Linked DNA regions of Sus scrofa: region 1 is linked to region 2. The links are chromatin contacts, called in public promoter capture Hi-C maps. All regions are on one chromosome and are shown on one strand. The core of a region is the stretch at or near the end of the contact, and the rest is flanking DNA. Distances in the headings are between cores, read along the strand shown.

The links. Promoter capture Hi-C pulls out the DNA fragments that hold promoters and counts their contacts.
Region 1: a contact with region 2 is called in a promoter capture Hi-C map of liver, with 2.6 times the contacts expected there. The contact joins the enhancer-like site here to the promoter of RPL9 in region 2. A contact is called at or near these places in 1 of 5 promoter capture datasets (liver), 5 of 47 Hi-C or Micro-C datasets (embryonic fibroblasts, fetal heart ventricle, liver and 2 more) and 1 of 2 datasets of contacts at active chromatin or transcription factors (skeletal muscle).

Annotation. Positions count from the first base shown.
Region 1 is chr8:30,859,919-30,865,847 of Sscrofa11.1, forward strand. No RefSeq gene overlaps it. Among named protein-coding and RNA genes, the nearest start is that of SMIM14, 22 kb to the left of the region's middle. Within about 2 kb of position 4,438, at least 5 of the 83 cell types and tissues checked have an H3K27ac peak or open chromatin away from gene starts, as enhancers often do. A contact at or near this core is called in liver and mesenteric adipose tissue, where this site is marked.
Region 2 is chr8:30,696,458-30,702,429 of Sscrofa11.1, forward strand. RPL9 (ribosomal protein L9) reads right to left here and starts at 2,732. Exons shown (of 8, transcript NM_001243481.1): 1 at 2,710-2,732; 2 at 2,214-2,260; 3 at 2,008-2,123; 4 at 924-1,019. The coding sequence starts at 2,259. It overlaps LIAS (lipoic acid synthetase), which reads left to right and starts at 2,857. Exons shown (of 11, transcript NM_001243462.1): 1 at 2,857-3,000; 2 at 3,987-4,159. The coding sequence starts at 2,956.

The DNA.
Region 1 (5,929 bases), core at 3,188-5,687, 170 kb after region 2:
CTGGCCAGGTGTACATTTAGCTTCATAATGAAAGATACCTGCTTCTCTTGCAAGTCACCTGCATCTCTGAAGTTCCAGCTTGTCTTTGTTCTTCCCCACTTCATGTCCATCCTTCCTTCTCAACTTCCTGCCATGCTGGCATCGGGTCCAGCATTAGACATAGAAGTAAAACTATGCATAAACTATTTAACCAGTTTCCACAGTCGTGTAAGGTCAAATCCCTACAAGAAACACTCTATTATTCCCAGTAGTACTGTTTCTTGGATCAAATCCTGTTACACCTTCACATACCCACAATCTTTGAGAATCCTTCCTATCAATAAGAAGTCCAGGAGTTCCCACTGTGGCGCAATGGGCTGAGAATCCTACTGCAGCATCTCAGGTCACTGTAGAGGTGCAAGTTTGATCCCTGGCCTGGCACAGTGGATTACAGAATCCAGCATCACCACATCTGCTACCAGTTTGGGCTGGGATTCAGTCCCTGGCCTGGGAGCTTTCATGTACTACAGATGTGGCCAAAAAAAGAAGTCTAATGGTATAATTAATGGAGAGTCAAATGGCCTATGCAACATCCATCCCTAATTCAAAATGTTTGTCTAGAAGTTATCTTATTTAATCATTGCTTTATGAGCTCTCGTTGCTTATAGTATTCAGCTCAATACAACCATTTGCGGAGTTCCCGTCGTGGCTCAGTGGTTAACAAATCTGACTAGGAACCATGAGGTTGCAGGTTTGATCCCTGGCCTTGTTCAGTGGGTTAAGGATCTGGCGTTGCTGTGAGCTGTGGTGTAGGCCAGCGGCTACAGTTCCAATTAAACCCCTAGCAGGGAAACTCCCATATGCCTTGGGAGTGGTCCTAGAAAAGGCAAAAAGACAAACAAAATTAATGAAAGAAAAGTGAGGGGGTTCCCACTGTGGCTCAGCAGGGTAAGAAACCGACACAGTGTCTGCGAGGATGTAGTTTCAATCCTTGGCCTCACTCAGTAGGTTAAGGATCCAGTGTTGCCACAAGCTGCAGCACAGGTCACAGATGCAACTCAGATCTGGCATTGCTGTGGCTGTGGCATAGGCTGGCAGCTGCAGCTCTGATTCGACCTCTACCCTGGGAACTTCCACATGCCACAGGTATGGCTATAAAAAGAAAAAGAAGGAATGAAAAAGAAAAGAAAAAGGTGAAATTATTGCCGAGAGGAAAGGAGCCAATAAATGGGTTTTATGAAAGGGAACTCCAACAATTCTGGTGAGGCTTAGAACAAGAGAATAATATTCTGTCTTAGCTGGGGCTCTGGATGTTTGTTGGGAAGAAGGACACTTACAAAACCTTATCCTCTTTTGAAGAGCCAAGATGTGAGCTGAATGAAAAACAAACTTCCAAAGGGGTCTACATTCTCAAAATGAATGAAGAAAAGGGGGAGCTCTAACTATGACTATATAGAAAAATAGGAGTTCCTGTCATGGCTCAGTGCTTAGCGAATCCAACTAGCATCCATGAGGACTTAGGTTCGATCCCTGGCCTTGCTCAGTGGGTTAAGGCTCTGGCATTGCTATGAGCTGTGGTGTAGGTTGCAGACATGGCTCAGATCCCATGTTGTTCTGGCTCTGATGTAAGCCTGTGGCTACAACTCCGATTAGACCCCTAGCCTGGGAACCTCCATTTGCCACAGGTACAGCCCTAAAAAGACAAAAAAGACCAAAAAAAAAAAAAAAAAAAGGTTCAGCAGATGTATAACTTAAAGTTCAGATAGCTATAGATCAGGGACACAAAAGAATTATAAAGTCAGTATAAAATACGAAAAAAATTATGCTGGTAATATTGAACAGTTTAGTTTCTGTTTAAATCTATACCCACTTGCTGGTTATTGCAAATGTTTAGAATCCGTGTGTGCATTTCAATTTTAAGGCAAGTTAATTTCTACCAATCTAAGAATAATTGTTTTGTCATAGAACTTCACCACAAATCAGGGTGGCTGATGGTACTGTATGACAATTAATTCCAGCAGGCCAGGAATCACCCTGAACTGTTTTGCTAAAGTTCCTGCATGGCCCTGACCCCAGTCAAGGCATGAAACATATTGAACAGTGATGTTGTGTAACCATGGATCTGCGGAGTTTCAGGTGGGATGTTTTCTGTACCGCTTTGTCAACATAGATTATTAATATCGTTGAGATCAATGGTTTACCCCTGGTCTCAGCTCTGCTATGGAGACTGGGTATTTAGCAGGAATATCTCAGTGTGACAACCAAATATAAAACACTCTACCTAAGACCCCGTTTTGGACTTTCAGCTTCCATGGTATTCCATGCTTATGTCAGTGGTTCCTGATCTGAGAGAAAGTGCATCTGGCCTCAGCTCTTGGAGAGGATGAACAAAACAGCCCAACTTGGCCTCTCTGGTCCCCTTACAGTGAGGCAGATTTTGCTATGATGCAATCCTTACTTTATGACACTGATACATTCTTTTCCTATAATAAACAGTAAATTTATAAGCTCACATTTATTGTCACTTTGAGTCCTTCGAGTCTTCTTTAGCAACCAAACTCTATTTAACTACTACTGTTACTGCATATATAGATATTATACATTAAATAAAATAGTCTAAGACAATAAGGCCATGAAGGTTATCACCAGGGGCTCTGTTTAAAAGGTAAGGAAGGGGAGTCCGCATTGTGGCCAGTGGGTTACAAACCCACATCCCTGGCCTTACTCAGTGGATTAAGGATCCTACATTGCTGTGGCTGTGGTGTGGGCTGGCAGCTGCAGCTCCAATTTGCCTCCTAGCCTGGGAACTCCCATATGCCACAGATGTGGCCCTTAAAAAAAAAAAAAAAAAAAAAAGAAGCAAAAAATAAAAATAAATAAAGGTAAAGAAGGATGAGAAAAAGATGTAATATTACCTAATTTAGGAGAAAAAATAATAGAATATTTCGACTCTAGACCCACTGCCACTTAAGAGGAGAGTCAAAACTGGCTGTTCCAATTCTAGTTAGAACCACTTTCAACACATAGAAGTTTATCTTTTTTTTTTTTTTTTTTTGCCTTTTCTGGGGCTGCACCTGCGGCATATGGAGGTTCCCAGGCTAGGGGTCCAATCGGAGCTGTAGCCACTGGCCTATGCCAGAGCCACAGCAATGCAGGATCTGAGCCTCGTCTGCGACCTACACCACAGCTCACGGCAACACCAGATCCTTAACCCACTGAGAGAGGCCAGGGATTGAACCCACAACCTCACGGTTCCTAGTCAGATTCGTTTTCACTGCGCCACAACAGGAACTCCAGAAGTTTATCTTAAATTAAAATACTTGACTAAACTTGGGAGTCCCCTTCGTGGTTCAGCAGTTAATAAACCTGACTAGGATCCATGAGGATTCAGGTTCTATCCCTGGCCTCGTTCAGTGGGTTAAGGATCCTGTGCTGCTGTGGCTGTGGCGTAGGCCTCTGTAGCTCCAATGTGACCACTAGCCTGGGAACTTCCATATGCTGCAGGTGCAGCCCTAAAAAGCAAATTAAATTAAATTAGATTACTTTACATTAAATACTTGACTAAACTTTCATCTTCACAGTGTAGGTGGCCAAGAGTATGATCAGATTCCAACAAATGAGTTTATGATATTTAAAACATACAATCCTAGGAATTCCCTGGTGGCTCAGCAGGTTAAGGATCCAGTGTTTGTCACTGCTGTGGCTCAGGTCACAAAAAATAATATAAAACATACAAGCCTAGAGTCTCTCCTAAGTTCAAGCTAAGGGTATCAATGGTTCATGTCTAAAATGAGACTCTGGGGAGTTTCTGTTGTGGCTCAGTGGTAAAGAATCCGACTAATATCCATGAGTACATGGGTTCCATCCCTGGCCTCGATCAATGGGTTAAAGAATCCAGTATGCCATGAACTGTGGCGTAGGTCACAGACATGGTTAGAATCTGGCATTGCTGTGGCTGGGGCCTAGGCCACCTGTCTTGGAAACTTCCATATGCCACAAGTGCACCCTCCAAAAAAGACTAATTAATTAATTAATTTAATGAGACTGGGAATGTTTAAGGAGAGTTATTCATGAAAAAATTGGTATGTTTGCTGAGATACTTTATAGTATCCAACATAAGTTGAAATGGGAAGAAGTTGGAAACAGAGGCCTCCATAGAATTTTCAGTTCTTGAATATAACCTAACTAGGGCTAGGGCAAAAGTTTTGAGACAGCATAAGATCAGTTAGATCCAGATGATAAGAATGAAAAAGAGATTATGTTTGACAATGGTTTGAAAGCTCCATGTAAAAACAAAGTAGTCTTATCCTAAAATTATAGGAACCAAGGCATTTGTATTTGAACCAGGGACAAAATCGAGGATGTGGTTTTCTGAACAGAATGATCTATATGGGTGGAGGCCTGCTTTCTCCACTGGAAGACTGACATGACTTACAAACATAATTTGGGACCAGATATCATTTTCAACAATTAAATCATAGATACTGAGTAATATAAGGTCAAAGACAGACACTGTGGTTACTTAATGACTGAATAAACATGACACAGAAACGGAACACAGAGTCCTTGGCTTTGACAAATAGTTCTCCACCCAAATACTGGAAATCACATAAGCAGCAACTGCCATTAAATTATGGATGACTCTGTCCACCAATTACTTTTAAGCAGAGTAGATAGGTCATCAGGGACAGTCTAAAATAAAACCTAATAGTCACTAGCCAGCAATAGCTGAGCATTTTTGATGGGCCAGTTCTCATGGTATGCGTAATTCTCATAATAATGCAATAGATAACATCACCTTCTTATAGATGAGAAAACTAAGAAATATAATGTCACTCCAACCTAAGAAATATAATGTCACTCCAACTTTTTGACTTCAGAGCCAGGGCTTTTAATCTCTGTTTTCTAAAACTCTCATACCTATAGGCTATTATTTCATGACCTGTGCAGAGCGGCTATGGGCAACAATGGAGAAAGACTTTCTGAAAATAAAGCAGCTTACTAGATTTTAATCACCCAAAAGTGATTATTTCAAATGAAGAATTCATAATCGAGAATTTATTCTCTTTTTTCCCTGTAAGTTGTGCATACTTTACATGAATCACAGCACCAATTAAATTTCCACTTTTGTAAGTTTCTCCATCATCATCATCATTGTTGTCATGGTTGGCATCGTCACCCAGTGTTACATTTAACCAGTAACATCAACAGTAACAGTGATGTAACAGTGACTGTTACATCATCCAGTCCATTAAACTGCTTGTGTTAACCTGATGCTAGAATCTTAAAGAATCAATAAATCAGAAAGTCTTTACCTTATGCTTCCTAGTGTGCTTGGGATTTTATCAGATGTCCACTCCCTTCAATAAAGCAAAACAATCTCTGCCTGCACAAATTTTGAGAAGGCATTGCATGATACAATTAGATAATGCAAAATAAAAGAATTTAAAATAGAGGCTGAGCTGTCTGATAAAGAGGTAGTTCTTTGTTCTTATCTTCCTTATACGCAAAATATACACATTTAAACTCCTATTCTGAGAAGAGAAAAAGTAACAAAAGAACGAGTAAATTGACATTATATAAGGCAGAATTTTTTATTTTTTATATTTTTTATTTTTATTTTTTTGATATTTAGGGCCGCCCCCACAGCATATGGAGATTCCCAGGATAGGGGCTGAATCAGAGCTGTAGCTGCTGGCCTACACCACAGCCACAGCAACTCAGGATCCTAGCCGTGTCTGCAACCTACACCACAGCTCATGGCAATGCCGGATCCTTAACCCACTGAGTGAGGCCAGGGATCGAACCTGCATCCTCATGGATGCTAGTCAAATTCGTTTCTGCTGAGCCATGACAGGAACTCCTAGAATTATTTTAAATGCAAATTTAACATTTTAACCAATTTTGTTATATTTTTAGTAAATACGCTTCCAGTGGTTTTACTATCACA
Region 2 (5,972 bases), core at 1,482-3,981:
GCTTTTTATGGCTGCACCTGCCAGTCTACACCACAGCCACAGCAACGCCAGATCCTTAACCCACTGAGCAAGGCCAGGGATAGAACCCACATCCTCATGGACACTAGTTCGGTCTGTAACTGCTGAATCACAAAGGGAACTCCCTCAGAACAATTTTAAATACATTTGTTTCTGTCTCCTCAATGGACTGCAAAGCTCCTAAGGAAGCAGATATTTTACTACCTCCTTTGCCCGTGGTGAACAATGCTAGCCTCCTATTAAAGTATAACTCTAAAGCCCTTCATCTTGGGCATTAGGCTAACATACTGAATTACTATGGTATGCCAGAGGGCCAGAATTGAGAATATCAAGACACCACCGCCGCCCCCCGCAAACAAAGACTGGAAACACAAGGGGAGACATGGCCTGAAAGGCTTATAATGGAGTTGCGTACAGGGTGCCGCTATCAGATTGCGCTCTAGAAAGGCTGAAACAGAAACACTCCAGCAAATATCCAGAATCAACTTTACCTTAAAGACTGAAAGCTCAGAAATAAGACTTAATCTTTCCCTAATTCCCACAAGATACCCTGGTGGTGAGAGGCATAAGACAAGAAACCAACCATTCTATGTGTTAACATTTTCTATTAAAAACCCCCCTGAAATTGTGAATGTTATCTTTCGGGTAAAACAAATATATATATAATCAGCGTATTATCAAGACCATCTGGTCTAGACTTATGTATCTCCCTTTATCATAAGACCCAGGAATACCTAACACATTTGCCAAGATCACCTTTTCCAAAATACTACAGCCGCTAAGTTATATGCAAGTATAAGTTACTCGCACAAAGTATTTTCTACAATAGACATTTATGTTGCATACATAAAGATAGCTGACAAACCTCCCCCTTCTAAGACAAGAAGTCTGATTAATCTGCTTACCAGTGTAACACCCTTGATCATATTCTGTACATGACTACAGATGGTGCGAACAGTTGCCAGTTCCTTTCTATTTCCCCACCATTTGTCAACCCGGAGCTGTAACAGAACAAAAACTTCAGAAAATTCTTTCCAGTATTAAGTAGCCTTGAAATAAGGTCCATTTATCCACAGTAATTACTCTAGATTCTAGTATTTGTCCTAATTACAAAAAAAAAAAGCAACCACAAAGCCCTCAGCAATTAACGGTTTTTGTTACTATACATTAGAAGTATACACTTTCACAGAGGAACAACCCAGAAAGTTTTGTACAAGTTGCATCAAACTTCACTTCTGGAAAGCTAAAATACCAGGTTCAAAAGAACTCTGCTGCACCACTATGATCCTTACAAAACAATCAAGAAAAATAAACCCAATTTCTAACAGTATTAAGGCCTGCTATTTAATAAATATTACCAGTACTGAGGTTTATAACCCAGTTTACTTTGGTTTTCCAATTTCACTAAAGCACCGACAACAAAAAAAAAAACTAGTTACAATTTTGGACACTAAATTATAAGATAAAACATTGAACCTCAATTCCATAATTTCTCAAAAGTTTTTATTTCTTCTATTATGGTTGACTTACAACATTCCATCAACTTCTGCTTTAAAGTCACTCATTCATACATATAAATATTCATTCCTTTTCTCACATTATCCTCCTTCATGTTCCATCACAAGTGACTGTAGTTCCCTATGCTGTACAGCAGGATCTCATTGCTTATCCACTCCAAATGCAATGTTTGCATCTACTAACCCCAAACTCCCAGTCCATCCCACTCCCTCCGCCTAGACTAGAACAGACTAGAACCAATAGTCTGTTCCCCAAGTCCAAGAGTTTCTTTTCTGTAGGTAAATTCTTTGGTGCTGTTAGACTCCAGAGAAAAAATTATCCATCAAATGGTATGTCTTTCTCTAACGTACCTCACTTGGTATGAGTCTCTATTCCATCCATGTTGCTGCTCAATTCTGTAGTTTTTAAAACAACTTGATATTCTTAAATTACAACTTTCCAAACAAACTGAGGTGATTAAACAAAACTCACCCTCTTCTTTTTCTTTCCAAGGAGACTGAGTTCTACATTGATGTGGTTGAAGTCCCTCCTCAGAGTGCCTCTGGGGCCCTTCACAATGACTGTGCGTCCTTTTAGTGTGATGTCGACTATGAAAGAAACATACTCGTGAGGCATCGAAACAAATTAGAACGCACGCAGTAAAAACATATGAAAAAAGCAAGCACCAAGTCTCCTACCATTTTCTGGAATGTCGACAGTCTGATTGCTGAGAATGGTCTTCATTCTGAAACACAAACACTTGGGTAAGAAGGTCGCACAGGATTTGTTTTGGGCCGAACTACCTTGCACAGAACTCCACTCCTACCAGAGACCGGCAGGCAAAAATCTCGGGGAGGATACAGAGGACTAATCCCGGAAACGGCCCCAGCTGCGCCTTGGCTTGGAAGGAGCAGCTCCTAAACAGTTATTAAAAACCCAGCGGGCGAACTCCCGGTCAGCGCAGCTCTGGGAAGTCCTATCAAGTCGGCGCCATCCCGGCAAGGCTGAAGGGCGGCAGTAGGCCTAAAAGCCCAATACAAGGCTCGAACCCCATCGCCACCAGACTCATATGACGCTCGCCGCGCAGGGAGACAAACAAGACACGGTTTCCGAGGGCCACACCCGCACCTCTGGCTTTCCCAAAGCCGATGCCTTCAGATTCCCAAGGCCCACCGAATACAGAATCCACCTTACCTCGCAGTAGATGCGGCAAAGAGAGAGCGTCTTTCGTCATCACGCTTTTGTAGTACGTAAGGGTCCTGCGTATGGCGTCATAAGCGCGCGACACCACGAGGCTAAAGCAGCCAATCGTAGAGCAGCGCAGGTTCCACCGGGTCAGTGTTGGCTCAGGTTGTTTGTCATAAGTGGAGCGACGGTGTGTCCTTCTCTTTTCCCGGGAATTAGTGATTGTTCCTCCCTGCCAGAAAAAAAAAGTGCAGGATGGCTCTACGCTGCCGGGGCGCCGTCCGCACTGTATGCCCCCGGGTGAGCGGCGGGGCGAAAAGGGAGCGGGCGTGGGGTGGGGGTTCCCATCCCTGAAAGTGCCCGATAATGCCAGCGCTTACCCGGCGTTTACTTCTAGCCAGGTACTGTTCTAAACATTTTTCGTATAGCGTCTCATTTAATTCTGACATGGTCATGAAGTTAAGACCTGATACTGGTTTTTTTGTAAGTCTGTGGCCCGCGCTCTGAGACCTTTTTTCCTGCTATCAATGCAATGATTTGTACTCTTGTATTTATTGGAGCACTATAGAAGCGCTGCAATGAAACTCCAAATTACTACTTGGTGTTGGTGTCTCCTGTGTACTAGACACCACTTTGGGCGATTAAAACCCAAGTCTGTGCTCCAGGCTTGAGCGAGAGACCTGGGCAAGTACAGTAGCTATCGTGCAGCATCCTAATAGGCACTCTTTTTTTTTTTTTTTTTTTTTTTTAATAGTTGAAGGTTCTTTTGCTTTAACAGTACTACCTCTTGAATTTTATGGTGTTTTGTCTGTCTTGTACATGTATGTGTTCAAATCTAGAAACCGATGGCTTCTTATGGTCAACAAATACATGAGTGACTTCCTTGTTCACACACAGTATAACCAAGAAAATTAAAACATTAGGTTTAGTTTCCCTTCTTCCACTTCTCTGAAATCAGCTGAGAACTACCTCCGTGTTTTAGCAGGTATTCTTATTCAAGCCCAAAGCAGAGAGATTAATTTCAAATTTCATTTAAACATACTTGACTCAAGTCAGGAATAGAAAATTCAAAGCTGTAGCTCCCATTCTCCTTTGGGTTTGGTTTGTTCTCCTTGGGTCATCTTTAATTTCAGATTCTGAGCTCCTTACATTGAGCTCGTAAATAGATTAACATAATTTCTGAATCAGTTCTGTGGCTTTACCCATCCTTTTAGGTATTAAACGAGTTTAATACTAAGTTATTCCAAAGCCCCCTAAATAAATGTCACAATGAACTCTTTCTGTAGGTATTTGGAAGATATTTATGCAGTCCAGTCAGAGCAATAAGTTCCTTGCCAGATAAAAAAAAGGAATTTTTACAGAATGGACCAGACCTTCAAGATTTTCTATCTGGTGATCTTGCAGACAAGAGCACCTGGGATGACTATAAAGGAAACCTAAAACGCCAGAAAGGAGAAAGGTAATTGAAATTTTGAGGTAATTTTAATGTCCTATTCCTTCATTGTGCATTATTTTCTGATATTACCAAGCCATAGGGTATATTTTTAATCAGACTTATTTGATTTAAAATTATTTAAAAACCATTAGAAAGAAGTGAAAGCAGACATGGAGCAGGTAAATGGGTGAAATTGTTGGAGTACTTTTCTTCGTGCCCTCTGACAGTTTTTCTCCAACATTCTTAGGACTTAGCCATCCTACACCCTCTCCAATTTGCCATCTAGCAACCAGTTTCTTCTGAGAGCAAAGATAATCACCTTGCTACTACTCCATTAGATTTTAATAAGTTTTTCGTTGTTACAGGACGTTGATGATCTAGCTTGTTGCTTCTCCTAGTCAGTGTACATGTGATCTATGGATAATTTAAAAGAATGGTGAGAAAGTTTGTGATGAAGCAGGTTAAGTTGCAGAAATTGCAGCAAGGGTTCAGTCCCTGATCTGGGAACTTTCACATGCAATGGGTGCATCCAAAAGTAAATAAATAAATGAATGAGGCATGATTTATCCAAAAAAGGTATGAATGAAAATTCTAGGAGTTCTCTTGTGGCTCAATAGGTTAAGAACCTGACATAGTGTCCATGAGGATGCGGGTTTGATCCCTGGCCTCACTCCGTGGGTTAAGGATCCAGCATTGCTGCAAGCTGCAGCATAGGTCACAGATGCATCTTGGATCTGGTGTTGCCGTAGCTGTGGCATAGGCCAGCAGCTGCAGCTCCTATTCGACCCCTAGCCCTGAAATTTCCATATGTCACAGGTGCAGTTATAAAAAAAAAAAATTCTATTTAAAAAAAAGTGGGGTGGTCGTTCCTGCTATGGCTCAGTGGGTTAAGAACCTGGCTTGTCTCTGAGGATGCAGGTTCTATCGCTGGCCTTGCCCAGTGGGTTAAGGATCCAGCACTGCTGCAGGCTGTAATGTAGGTCGTAAATGCATAGACCCCAGCTGCAGCTCCCATTCAACCCCTAGCCTGGAACTTACGTATACTGCAGGTGCAGCCCTAAAAAGGAGAAAAAAAAAAAAAAGTGGTGATAGAATTTAGTGCAGAGGGCAGATTGATTTGGGGGATTGTTTACCCAGGAATTCTAGATTATGAGTGGGTAGAAGTCAAGGGGAACCTGAGGATACATAGTCTTCACTCCACATTTTAGATTTTTTCTATTTAATAACTGTCAAAATCTAGAATGTGGAGCAGAAAGTACACCTGAGATCTCTCTTTACTCTGAACAATTATAGCACTATTTGTCAGCACTAATCATTGGGGAATGAGATGTCCAAAAACTTCCTCCTTTGTATTGGGGTGTGTTACTCTCTGCCTTTACAAAAGGTAGACATGAGCACATTGCTCTCAACACACATTATGAGTGTTTTCCCAAGTGGCTTGAGCAAGCCTAAATTTGATTCTCTGCTATTATTCCTATGGCAGAAATTAAACAAGTTAATCCAGGATTATTATTATTATTTTTTTTTTTTTTTGGTCTTTTTAGGGCTGCACCTGTGGCATATGGAGATTCCCAGGCTAGGGGTCAAACCAGAACTGCAGCTGCCGGCCTACACCACAGCGTCAGCAATGTAGGATCCGAGCCTCGTCTATGATCTACACCATAACTCACAGCAACACCAAATCCTTAACCCCCTGAGTGAGGTCAGGGATCCAACTGTGTCCTCCTGAGGGGAGAATTCATTTTCTTTTTTTTTTTTTTTTCTGTCTTTTTAGGGCCACACCCACAGCATATGGAGGTTCCCAGGCGAGGGGTCTAATCAGAGCTGTAGCCGCTGG